Regions from separate parts of the Columba livia genome. Here region 1 is linked to region 2. Evidence: chromatin contacts called from public Hi-C data. All regions are on one chromosome and are shown on one strand. Each heading gives the region's core, a stretch centred on a gene start, on an enhancer-like site or on the middle of the called end of the contact. The rest is flanking DNA. Distances are from core to core; before and after follow the strand shown. Region 1 overlaps CREB3L2 (cAMP responsive element binding protein 3 like 2). Region 2 holds the start of CREB3L2 (cAMP responsive element binding protein 3 like 2).

Region 1 (6,386 bases), core at 2,468-4,967, 64 kb after region 2:
AGGCTAGAAGAGAAATCCATTTGATCGATTTCTCTTTGTAGGCATAGAAAGCATGAAGAGTGGAAACTTTACTGTTCTAACCCTCGATACAAAAGCAATGATGCGACTTTACATTAAATTAAAAGCTACGGGCATCTGTTTGCAGCATATTAGTCTTAGCAGAGTTTTTAAGAACCACCAGGATCCCTTTGAACTAATCTATAAAAGAGAAAGAAGGAGCAATGATCCCTACCCTGAAAGTTAAATGGGGTTTTGTGACACGTAATATGTTAACCCAAGAAAAATTTGAAAGAGCCAAATATTTGGGCTGAAATTTGAGCAGATAACTGCATCTTGTCTAAGAACATTTGATACTCTGTTAGTGAATTCATTTGTGTAGGTAAATAGAACTGCTCTAGGGAGAGAAGCAAATAATGTAGCAGGTGGAAAAAGGGAGGCTGTATCTCAAACGAGAGCATAGGTTTGATTGCTCAATTTGTGGGATTAAAGGCCTTGCTGTTTTTTCAGGTGTGTATTTTCTTCTGGCAACTACTAGAGTTCAGATGCTAGACAAAAAAGAGCTCCTACATAATAGCTATTTTTTGTTACTATTTTTCCTCCTTCCTCCCCCAGTGCCCATTTGATCTTTTCAGCTCAAATTTGCAAAGTACAACAGGAGTGGAAGGTGGCAAATTCAGCCCTGTATCTTCCTACTCCCAATTTTCATTGCTGTAAATTTATCTCGGAGAAAAAATTGACTTAGTTATGGCTGGTTTGGACATCTGCTAAATTGTCCATGTAATATGAGTTGGTGAGACATTGCCCTGTTTCTCTTGGTTCAGACTCACTTGGTCATAAACAGCACTTGGCTTGCCAGTTATAGCACAGGTTCTTTTGGCTGCAAGTGCAGTATAAGTTCGCATATGGCCACAGATAGCACAGTGTGAGAGAGGTTCCTGTGATGGTTGCTGTGCTGTTCCTGTTCCATCAGTACATTAAAGCCTTTGCTGTCACTAGGTTGTCACTTCTTCCCAGCTGTGCCAAACCCAGGTCCTTAGGAGGCAGATTATTTCTCTCCTCCCTGTTCGTATAACACCTTGGATGTGATGCCTTCTCTTGAAAAATACTGGTGATTTATTTAATCCACAGCAAGCTTAAGAAAGACTATTGTTTTTGGAGAGAAAGCATACTGGCTCAGAGCCCTTCTGTTAATGTGGTTTCCCAGGGACAGGGGACTTGTACTGGAGGATTATATTAAACCTCAAAGCATTTGGAGAAGAAACTGTAGACAGAAGTGACTGGAACATATGTGTGGAGCCCTGGTTTGTCTGTTGAACATAAAGATAGCTGCTGAATTTCATTCCTTCTTTGGAGACCTCTGAAAATCTTTCAAGCTGCCATTTTTGCTTCATCCATTTTTTAGCAGACACTCCTAGCCTTGGAAGCTGGGTGGTGGTGGCAACTCTAGTGGGAATTTGAATTGGAGCCTCAAAACCTTGTGGTCTGTGTCTCTCTTGCCATTTAGCAGTGGATCCTCTGCATTTGCCTCCAACCCCTCCCAGCAGCCATGGCAGTGACTCTGAAGGAGGACAGAGCCCGGCTAGATCGCTCCCTCCTTCAAGTCCAATCCAACTACAAGCCACGGCTAAAGTGACATCACGCACAACTTCAGCGCTCTCCAATTCCCCCCTCCTGACTGCACCACATGTAAGTTGGGCTGGCTTTTTCTAGCATATCTCTCTCTCTCTTTTGTTTTTGTTTGTTTGTTTGTTTTTAATTACTGGTTTTTTTTGCCATGGATTTGCTGATTTTCTGTTGTTCTTTAGCTTAATCCATCTCAGGTCAAAACTGCAGATCCAGTAGTTCTTGCTCACTGGTCTGCTCTCTCCCCACAGAGAACAGCATGTGCCTCTCCTCTAAGTTGAAACAGGGTTCAACAGTGTTATTAGGTTTCTCCCACCATGGATTGTGTTTTGCATTAAGGCCCAGCCCTACTGGGTTAACCTGTCTCTGGTAGATCTGCATTTGTTCTCTTGTCTTGTCAAAAGCAAGTGGTGATCTTCTGAGAGGGATTTTCAGTAGTACTTCTCATTTGTCTCCCTGTTTAAGCCAAGAGAAGTTTTACTGTTGGTCTCAATGTGTTCAAAGCTGGGCCAAGAACAACTGTGTTGAGAGAATCCTGTCCCAAAGGTTCAGTCTCTGCATGGAAGCTGTCTAAAAGGTCTTCCCCTTCTATGCATTCCCAATCACAAGAGGTTGCTGTGTTAGTAAGCAGAGGCCTCTCTAAAGTGGGAGAGCTGCTGCCTCTCTTCCCTAACACCCTTTTCTCTATGGCTGTGTGCACTTGCTGTTATAGTATTTTGTTTCTATGATACTTCCAGAAATTACAGGGGACCGGCCCACTTATCCTGACAGAGGAGGAGAAGAGGACACTGATAGCAGAGGGGTATCCAATCCCTACCAAACTGCCTCTGACAAAAGCAGAGGAGAAAGTGCTGAAGAAAATCCGCAGGAAAATAAAGAACAAGGTAAATGTTAGTTGGCTTCGGTAGGAATTCCAGCTCATCCTTCATTTAAAAAGTCCTGCAACAATTATGCAGTAATGCTCTGTGGTATTGTTGAATGATTTAAGTTGTCTTTTAATAAAGTGTTTTTCTTTGTTCCTAAACACATCCATCAAATTATCTGTCACTGTGGCAGTGTGCTTCTGTCTGGGTATTTACCTGAACACATGAACAATAGAGTATTTAGCAAGCAGGGTATCAAATTGCTGTTGCTTGGCTCCATTTTAAAAATAGTACAATCCCACCCTTATGGTAAGCGAAGACCTCTGTATTCTTTCTGTGCTGATTAAGGTGTTATTTTCCATTGATTCATGTTTTAAAATATGACTGTGTATTTCAGTGCCTTTGTCTTTTGATCACTGAATTCCATGACCTTTAAATGAATGGTTGATACCAAGGCTGTGAAGTACCTTATGAGTCTTTACTTTCTTCCAACATAGGGAAGAACCTAGTGATAGGGAGGAAAGCATTTTTTTTTTCAGACCTGACCAGCTCACTTGTTCTAGAGGATATTAGCACATCTTTGAAGGTTAATGCATTCTGTTATTGGTTTTGCAGACACTGGAGTAAATTTGCCCACACTAAATTGGAATTTGGTCTTGTAGTATATTTTTTCAAGATTTTTGGAAGTGACTTTGTGCATTTAATGTACCACTTTCTTATAATCATAGTAATTTATATTGGAAAGTATCTCTGGATCCTTTGGTCCAACCCTTTGCTTTGAAAGCAGGGTCAACTTGGAGCAAGTTGTTCAGGGACTTGTCCAGTCACATTTTACTGTCTCAGAGGGTGATGAATCCCCAGCATCTCTGGGCAACCTGTTCCCATATCAGGCCACTCTTGTGGTAAAAGAAAATAGATAGAATTCTTAATGCCTAATTGGAATTTCCTGTGTTGCAACTTGTATTTGATGCCTCTTACCATTTTGCTGTAAGCTTCTGAGAAGACTCTGACATCACCTTTGCTACACAAGATAGTAGAAGATAGCAATAGAATTCCTTCCTTAGCCTTCTCTGCTCAAAGCTGAGCAAACCTGGCTTTCTCTGCCTTTCCTGATGTGTCATGTGCTCCAGCATGCTTATTATAGCAGTGGTCCTCCTCTGGGCTTGCTTCTGTACATCCAAAATTACTTCAGAGCTACAAACTGTACATTGTACTCAACTATAGTCTTGCAGGCACTGAATAGAGGGAAAGAACCATTTCTCTCAACCTGCTAACTACACTCTTGTTAGTGTAGACTCCGATCTAGTTGACCACCTTTGCTACAGGGGCATATTGCTGACCTATGTCTGACTTGTTGTTCATCAAGACATGCAAGTCTTTTTCTACAAAGCTGCTGTCTAGCACATGGATGGGTTTTTCCTCTGCCAGATACAGGACATTGTCCTGAGATCACCTTTTAGTGTTTGTCCTAGGCTATTCTTTCCAGATAAAACTGATTTACTTTAAGGTTATTTGGTAAGAGCAAGGAATGATCTTTTTCCTACTACTGAGAGGAGCAGTCTTGCTTCAGGATGTGAAAACAGACCAAGTCAGTGCTTTGCTTACCAGGAATAGAAGTGAGAACAGCACAGAGACTTGAATCTAATAACATCAGGGCTTTTTACCAGTTTATTAGTTGATTTTTTTTTTTTTTCCCTATCCAAATATTTGGTGTTTTTCTTCCTTTTTCCTTAGATCTCTGCCCAGGAAAGCAGAAGAAAAAAGAAAGAATACATGGACAGCCTGGAAAAGAAGTAAGCCAGCCTCCTTCCTGTTTCAAGCGGGCCAATAGCACTGGTTGCTGGACTGGGAAGGGATCCAACTGTTGATGCTGGGACTGTTTTGTGCACAGAGTGCCAGCTGCCATCTCGTGGTTGTGTCTGAGAAAAGGCCTTTCTCCTGGTTTCTGCTTGTACGTGCGCTGGGGTGCTGCATACATAGCTGTGTCTACCTCCAGCACGTCGCTAACGTGCCAACAGAGATTTCAAACCTTAAATAAGGCAAAACCCATCTGCTGTCAGCCTCCCCCTCATGCAAGTCTGTTAGCTTTGTGTGTAGGCAACGTCCAGGGAAAGGTGGATTCAGAGCAAACATATTCTGTCTTCTAGTGCAGATGGAGACAGAAATAGGGAGTGGGTGAGTCAAGACTGCCTAGGAAAATAAGCAGGACTCAGGAAAACAGCATGTGACCCATTGATTTCCTTTAGAGGGAAGGAGCCAAACTCCCAGTTAGTGATTTATATCCCAAGTTAATCTTTATTCCAACAGACAAGTATTCCAGTATTTCTCTTATGTATTTCACCAGATGGATCTGTTAAATGTCTTGCACCATCTTTGGTGATATCCTTCATGTAATTTCCTTTTTTTTCTTCTTATCTCTTTATGGATGAGTCTTGCTTTCTCAGAGTTGCTCTGGTGAAAGTCCACCATATACATACAGATACCAAAGCTATTTCCCTTTACCTTTTTCCTTCTAGAAGCTATTACAGCTGGTCATGTTTGTCTTTTTAGGAGCCCTATATTTTTACTTGGGCCTCTTATGTGGCATGCCATATGATAACCAACTTTAGTTTAGGGGGTTTCCAGGAGCAGTGTGGAAGTGATCACTCTCTTGGAAATGAATACTCTTCACACCTGAAATTCGAGGTTCTGATTTCAGAAGCATAGCATTCGCTAGATTTCTTGGTGCCTCATACTAGTAATGAAATGCAGACATTGAAAACCTTTGCACAAAATACTTGCTAGCGACATAAATACAGCATGTTCTGTAACTTTAAAAGTATCTGTCCCATGGCCTGATGCACAGAGAAAGTCTGAGCAGGGTCTTTGCTGTTGCTGTTTCAAGAGGCAAAAAGTAGTTACAGCCCACCCTGAGTGAGCCACACCTGCTGGGGTGTAGTTGAGCACTGTAAGCAGGTGCTCCACAGGGAGTAGTGTCTTTTGCAATATCTTTTACACCATGAAGTATGATTAAAGATTATGACTAAAGCTCATTGGTATAACTTTTCATTAAGTGTAGGCAAGACCACAGACATCTCTGTGAAAGCAAGTTTAATAAATGATTGATTTTTTACATTCCTCTTTCTTTTCTTGTGCTATCTCCAGAGTTGAAACTTGTTCAAATGAAAATAGTGAGCTGCGTAAGAAGGTTGAAGTCCTGGAGAATACCAACAGGTAATGTATGAAGGGAATAAAACAAAACTGTAGCATGATATTACAGTGAAAAATGAAAATCTGAAAGTTAAGAGATTGCTTGAAGTGTGATAGCTGTATCTGGTCTGGTTATTGTCAAAGAAAGATGAAGAAGGCCAGTTATTGTGACTGCAGTGTGATGTAACACATAGAGGCTTTGATGAGGTCTTATATTATCTCCCTAGCCTGTGGTGTGCTTGGAAAATCTTCTAGTACTCTTATTTGTGCTCTTCCACTGCACAAGGAAACATGATTAGTGACACATAGCAAACTAAAAACTACAGCCCAACTCTCCAGATTGTCTTTATTTAGTGAAAGACTGTTTTGACAGGAGACCTTGACCTGGAACATGAGACATCCAGAAATTATAGCACTGAAGAGTCATTATTAATTCCTTCTGAACTAACATGTCATTGCAATTATTGTGCACCCTTCTAACCACCTCACACCCCAGGATTTCCTTCATTTAGAGGGAAAAAATCAACTTCATGTTTCTTCATTTCCGAAGAAGTGGGTGCCTCAGTGCTGGCTTTCTCAAAGGACACATGGCAGAAAATGTTTGATAGCTAAGCTTTTAATCTAATGTTAACTGAGAGTGGAGTTGCATTTAAAAATGTCCATCATGGATCATGCTCCGAGTGTTCTCAAATGATGGCAAATTCCAATGAG
Region 2 (6,110 bases), core at 1,206-3,705:
CAAGAATAACTGGTGATGCAGCACGAAAACTTCTGTGTGGTCTGTATGCTGTTAGTTGCCACCATACAGGGTGAATTGGTCATATTTCCTTACAAAATTTCAGGTAATTGTTTTAAGAATGTTGAAGCTCAAAAATGAGTTGTAGCCTTAGACATTAATTTTAATAATATAGCAGGAACCTGGCAGGATGCCCAGTTACCAGTATCTAGTCACTGGTTGCCAATGTCATGTTTTGTATTGGTGAATAGCCCCAGAAGTGGATAGTCTGTGTATGAAAGTATTTCAGTTGCCAAAGAGATCTTCCAAGATGCTTATGAACACTCAGCGGTGCTGTGTAACACAGCAGCAGCTATGCCTCAGTACCAATGTTACAAGAGAGCCCTGGGGAAGTGTAGAGGGGAGAGGGAGACAGTTTTATGTGATGCAAGAAGAGTGGAAACCATTGGGAAAAGCAGCACGCTGTTCACTTGGTGTGCCTAGTTTCCCATCAGTGCTTTACCCAAGGGAGAATGACAGAAGTATGTACTGTGCAACTTGTTTCCTAACTCAGTATTTCTTCCTGAGAAATGTGTTAGGATGAAAAAGTTCAGTCCAGTACTGTTGGTCAAATAGTAGTCCTTAGGAGACACTCATCCTCAGTATTTAAAAAAAACAAAGTTGCAGTCACCTAGTCATCACCTTTTTTCTTCTTTTAAGCTGGCTTTTATTTTGTTGGCTTACAAGGCAAAGATGGCTCTCCCTTCAGGCTTCTCACATGGGCAAAACACTAATTTAGTGCTCCAGCCCAAAGAAATTCTCTAGTCACAGCAGTGATTTTAGCAGGATCTAATGTCAGCCAACAGAGTGATGGAGAGCCTTTTGTTAAACGGATTATCACAAGGCAGCAAAAGCTTTGAAAGAACACATCCAATGAAAACAGGGATGTTTCGGGATAAGGAACTGACCTTTACAAGTTTCACAATCTGCATCTTGGGACTGGCACAATGTAATTGCTTTGACAACAGTGCCTGACACTGCCAGGACACAAGAAGTTTCAAAGTTTGTACCTCTGGTCAGGCTTGCCAAAGTGGTAGCTAACAATTCAGGTGCTAGTAATTTGGCCTGAGCTGTTTTCTGAGCTGCTGAGGGCATATACTGGACTGATTTCTTTCACAAATAACTCATCTTTGCAGGAGATCTTTGTTTAGGGCGGTTATGGATTTTCCCTTCATATTCTTCATCAAACAATGTAGCTTTTGTTACACTATTTTTTTTTTTAATCAAAAAAAAAAACCAAACAAAAGGTCTTAAAGGGACAACACTGACAAGGTTATGAATATTTTTCCACTTTTTGTTTCTGCTGTGACTGATGGGTGCTGGGAAGTTCCTGTGACTTTGTTTTCCTCGGAGGGCTAGTCTAGGCTCTCCTTCCCGAGGACTGTATTGCTGACACGGCACAAGCGTTGGCTCTGTGGGTGAGTGGAAGCAGCATGCCATGAGAGATGCAGCGTCAAGGGGAGCTCTGGAAGAGAGGAACGCATCAGGATATCCAGTTAAAATGCAGGCACGACGCAGTGTGGAAATGCCAATTAGTGTTGAGCTGACCCACAGCAAAATCCCTTGATTAGCTTCCAGGAGCTGAAAGGAAACATGGAAGAATGCCCAGTTTCTTAAATCATAAAGATTTGGCTTATTTCGTTTTTAAAGAACAATGAAATGTCAACGTTGTCCCGGCTTGGCATGAAAGGAAGTCTTAAAATACCAGAATTTCCCATTGACTAGGATTATTTTTACTGCTGGTTGATGAGCCCTCTGGGAGTGGTGTCAGTCAACAGAGAATTCATTGCTGCGAATGCTGTGGCCATGCAGAGTTTTAAAATGCAGTTTATCCTAAAGTAGCTGTTTTCTACAAAGTACGTTCTGACACATCTCTTCTCTATAGAGCAGGTCAGCTGAGCTCAGTCCAGCAAACCGTGAGTGTTGTCTGATTTTCGTGCTTCCTCTTTAATTAAACCACAGGACCAAGGGGTTGGTAGCTTCAAACCGTGTGAGCCCCGCAGCGGCAGCGCTGGGGTGAGGGGACGGCGGGGGCCCGGGGGCTGTCCCGGACGGTTACCGCTGAGCCGGCGGGGCTGGTACCGCTCCGGGAGGCCGCACAGGCAGCTGTGCGGGCCGCCAGGCGCCGCTCCGCGCCCCGTCCCGTCCCGCAGCCCCCCGCCCTCACACAGCCGTCGCCACGGGGGCGGGGCGGCGAGCGGCGGCTGCAGTCTTGTCGCTGCCGCGTTGGCTGACGAGCCCGTCGCTCCCGGCGCCCCCGGCGTTCCATTGGCCACGCGGGGCACGGGGATCTCCCCCCACGCCGTGACGCGCCCGGAGGGTCCCCGCCCACATTCCACAGCTGGAGCCGTGCGGGGAGTGCCGATTGGCGGCCTCGGCTGCGGGGGCGTGGCGCGGCCGCGGGGCGGTGGGGGCGCGGCGCGCAGCTGGCGGGGGTGGCCCGCCCGGCGCGGTGTCCGCACACTCCCGCTGGCGGCGGGGACGCGGCCTCAGCCCGGTAGCGAGGCGGGGAGCGACCGGCGGGCGGCTCCGCGGCCCATGGGAGCGGACGGCGCGGCGTGAGCCGGCCGCCGCGGGTGCGCAGGGGCAGGCAGGGAGGCGGTGGGTTGGCCGGCGGGGCTGCCCCGTTGGTTGCGGCCGCCATGGAAGTGTGCGAGAGCGGCGGGGAGCAGCAGCCGCTGCTGCACTGGGACCGCAAGCTGAGCGAGCTGTGCGAGCCCGCCGACCCCGACACCCTGCTGTGCCACACGGTGAGGAGCGGCGGGGGCGCAGCCGTTGGAGGGGCCTCCTGGGGGCCGGTGCCCGGCCGGAGCCGCCGGGAGGGCGGGGATGGGATGGCTGAGACGCCCCCCGTGGGCGGCCGCGTCTCGGGGCGCCGTGGCAGGGATTGTGCCAGGCGTTCTCGGCTTCCCCCTTGGGGCGGGGGTCGGTGCTGGGCGGGTGGAGGCCTTCGGCCAACAGGTGCTCGCCCGCCGCCCCTCCGCGGGGCCGGGTGCCCTCGGGGGAGCGGGGTGTCTTCGGGCCGGCGCTGGGACCGTGTCTCGCCCCGTCTGCGCCGTCGTGTCACAACTTCCTCCGCGCCCGGGCGCAGCCGCTGGCGGCTTCTGGCAGTTGGGGTCCCGCTCGGCCTGCTGCCCCCGTACCCCTGCGCAGGCCGGGAGCCCAGCCTGGGCGTCGCCTCTGTCCCCTTCTCCCGGCCGGGGCTCCCCCTTCCTCTCTTCCCCCGGGGGTGCCGTCAGGGGAAGCCGGCCGGGTGTCCTCCTCGAACACCCTCCCGCTCCGCGGTGTCCCCCGGCGCAGGACAGGAAGGAGATGACCAAAGGGCCTGGATTGTCCCGGGATGGACATCGTGGCCCGAGGGACTCCCTGGAACCTGGTCGTTTGTCATCATGCCAGTGTCAGAAAAGTTAACTATCCTGTAGATGTCTCTTAAACATGTTGGTTAAATGCTTGCTTGAATAGCCTTTAGTTTTGACTTTATTTTTAATTGGAATCCTCATACTTTCACTTGTGCAAAATGCATAGTTAGGACAATCTCAAGGAACTACATCTTTTGTTTCTCTGTTAATGTGGAGGCTTTTTGCAAGCACAGAGATAAAACTTTATAAACTCACGTAGGTGCAAATCCTAAGTGGAAGAGAGCTGGAGCGCTTTGGGATGGCGTGCACGAGAGACTCCTCTAGTCCACAGCTGGTGCAAAGCACAGAGTAGTCTCCAGCGTGGGCCCCAAGGGAGAACCCTGTTTAATACGGTGACAGTGGCTGGCGTGTCGCGTGGTCGGTGCCCGTGGGACCTCCGCGTTTCTTTCTGGCACCTTGGAGAGTGATGTGCAAGTACAGTCACCCCACCGAGAGCAGAGCTGATCCCGCAGCGCGATGTGTGGCTGGGCAGCATGCTGGTGCTCCGTGGAGATCCTGGTGTTGGTCTTGAAAGGCAAACAAAGATAATTTTATTTGTTGCGTGCGGTACACTGTGGCCTTACTGATCCGGGATCATGTCCGTGATAAGCTGCAAAACCTGGCTTCAGCAGGAAGTTTTTTTTAAAAAACAACAAGACTTTCTTTAAATGTTGTTTGGCTGCTTTGTCTTTGAAAAGTCTTGGGTGTTCTTGCGCAACGTGTATCTTCTGATAGATCTGGGGAAGAGCAATCAGATGCTGTGGTGGGTTGTTTTTTTTCTTTGGAAGAGCCAGCTGGAACACTTAACAATGGAAAGCTCTTCCTTCAGACAGCTGTTTTCTTGGTTTTGGGGTTTTTTTCTTCAACAAGAAGAATGTTGTGAATGAAATGATAGTCTCTTCAGACAGTGCTCCTACTCAGATTTTACAGTGGTACTGGGATACTTCCTCCTACTTTGTTTGGATCCTCGTGATGAGAATGAAGTTGCCACTTGTAACTTTTTTCTTCTTCAGTTTTCTCATATGTTTTTAATTAATTCACTGAAGGCAATCTTGCACTTGGGCTAGAACTTGTGGCTTTAGTGACACAGATATGTGTGGTTTCTGTCATATTTCAGCAAGCCTGAGGCTTGGTTTTATGTGTAACTTGACAGACAAAACATCCTGGCTGTCTGGTGGATGGAAATGTGGTGCTTTTCCCTCTGTTGTTTTCAAGTTTTATTGGGGATTTTGAACTTCAAATGCTACGGTGATGTGTGTTTTGCAAGAGGCAGTGCATAGATGGATCTTCAAAACTTTGGGCTGTGACCCCTCCCTTTGGGAGTAGCATTCTGCTGTTGGTTTGTTTGTGTGGTTTGTTTGGTTGGTTGGTTGGGTTTTTTTTAGGAGTTTATGACTTATGTAGACCAACTTAAAATAAAAAGTGTGAAATCAATTTATATTTTTGTTGGTTTTGGGATTCTTCCAAAAGAAGTTACCAATGAAAAAATAAAAGCAATGAAACACTATGGATGAAGTAGGTATAGTGGTATATTAAGATCTTTAAAGGAAAAAAAGGGAAGTTTTCTGAAATTATTATTCTCAGAGGGGGAGCACAACTTTCTTCCTGAACTTTTTGCAGAGTGCATCCTGCTGTGTGGAGGAAAATACTGTGCTTGATGTCGTGAAACACAAGTTCTCCATTTACTCCGGGCCAAAGCCTCGTAGAAACGTTTTTAAAAACAAACCGGACAAACAAAAACCCCTATGGATGAAACATTAGTTCTTCCCCTGGCTTATGCTTTCCATCTGGACTGGTTTGACCCAGCCGGTTCTGCTGTGTTTGTTAAGTTATTGCAGGGCCTTTCTGAGAAGATGGAGGTGATGAGCAGACCCTTCTGCATGCTCTCTCTACGTGGGCGCCCACCACTGTGGGCTGTCATCCTCACGGCTGAGGAACACGTGCCCAGTGGCATCTTCTGGTCTTTGCATGCTCCTGAGATGTCCCATAGCCGGGTGTGTGAGCCTGTCTTCACGAAAAGTTGTGAGTGGGCTTGGAAAAGGTGCCTGGGACAGTCGCACAGCCCAAGCTGTGAGAGCTGGGTTGGCGAGGGGGAGGAGGGAAAAGATGACGACTGAGAGGAGAGTTCACAAGCAGGAAGAAGGATCCGTGTCCTCTTTGGCAGCTGGACCCATGTATGCAGGCAAGGGTGAGAATTCTGTGCCAGCTGCCTTTTGTGTATTTTAAGTTAAATCTTAACCTTTTTACAACTACAAAGGCCATTCCTGGGTCTGGTTGATTTGAAGCTAGTAGGCAAGTGTGCATACACTTATAAACTCAACCTCTATTTTACATTGTTCCAGCCTGCCTTAATTACCAGGGCTGAAATCCAGCCGCCTGGGGATTTACATTTCTCTTTAACAGCTGATGATTTCACCAGTGCCTGAAGCAGCGTGAGGAGCAGTTCCCTTGCTCTGCTGGTGCTGTCGGTGATGTCACCGTCTGTGCTGGGAGAAACTCAGACCCTGAGGAGCTCAGCTCTGGTGTTGGCAGGCAGCAGTCCTCGAGGTGGCTCGTTAAAGTCTTCACTGTTTATAGTAATCACCTGGATGCTAGATAGCTTTATAGCAGTTATTTTTCCAGAGTGGCTTCCTTTCCCAGAGGTGTATTCATGGCATATCACCAAATCACAGAATG

What was found. Hi-C and Micro-C count contacts between places; a contact is called where the count stands out from the background.
Region 1: a Hi-C map of crop shows a contact between it and region 2, with 4 times the contacts expected there. The contact joins the enhancer-like site here to the promoter of CREB3L2 in region 2. A contact is called at or near these places in 2 of 2 Hi-C or Micro-C datasets (crop and liver).

What each region holds. Positions count from the first base shown.
Region 1 is chr1:151,187,559-151,193,944 of bColLiv1.pat.W.v2, forward strand. CREB3L2 (cAMP responsive element binding protein 3 like 2) reads left to right here. Exons shown (of 12, transcript XM_065038742.1): 5 at 1,508-1,686; 6 at 2,361-2,507; 7 at 4,221-4,279; 8 at 5,631-5,699. Among named protein-coding and RNA genes, the nearest start is that of DGKI, 26 kb to the right of the region's middle. Within about 2 kb of position 3,718, at least 1 of the 3 cell types and tissues checked has an H3K27ac peak away from gene starts, as active enhancers do.
Region 2 is chr1:151,124,891-151,131,000 of bColLiv1.pat.W.v2, forward strand. CREB3L2 (cAMP responsive element binding protein 3 like 2) reads left to right here and starts at 2,456. Exons shown (of 12, transcript XM_065038742.1): 1 at 2,456-2,786. The coding sequence starts at 2,679.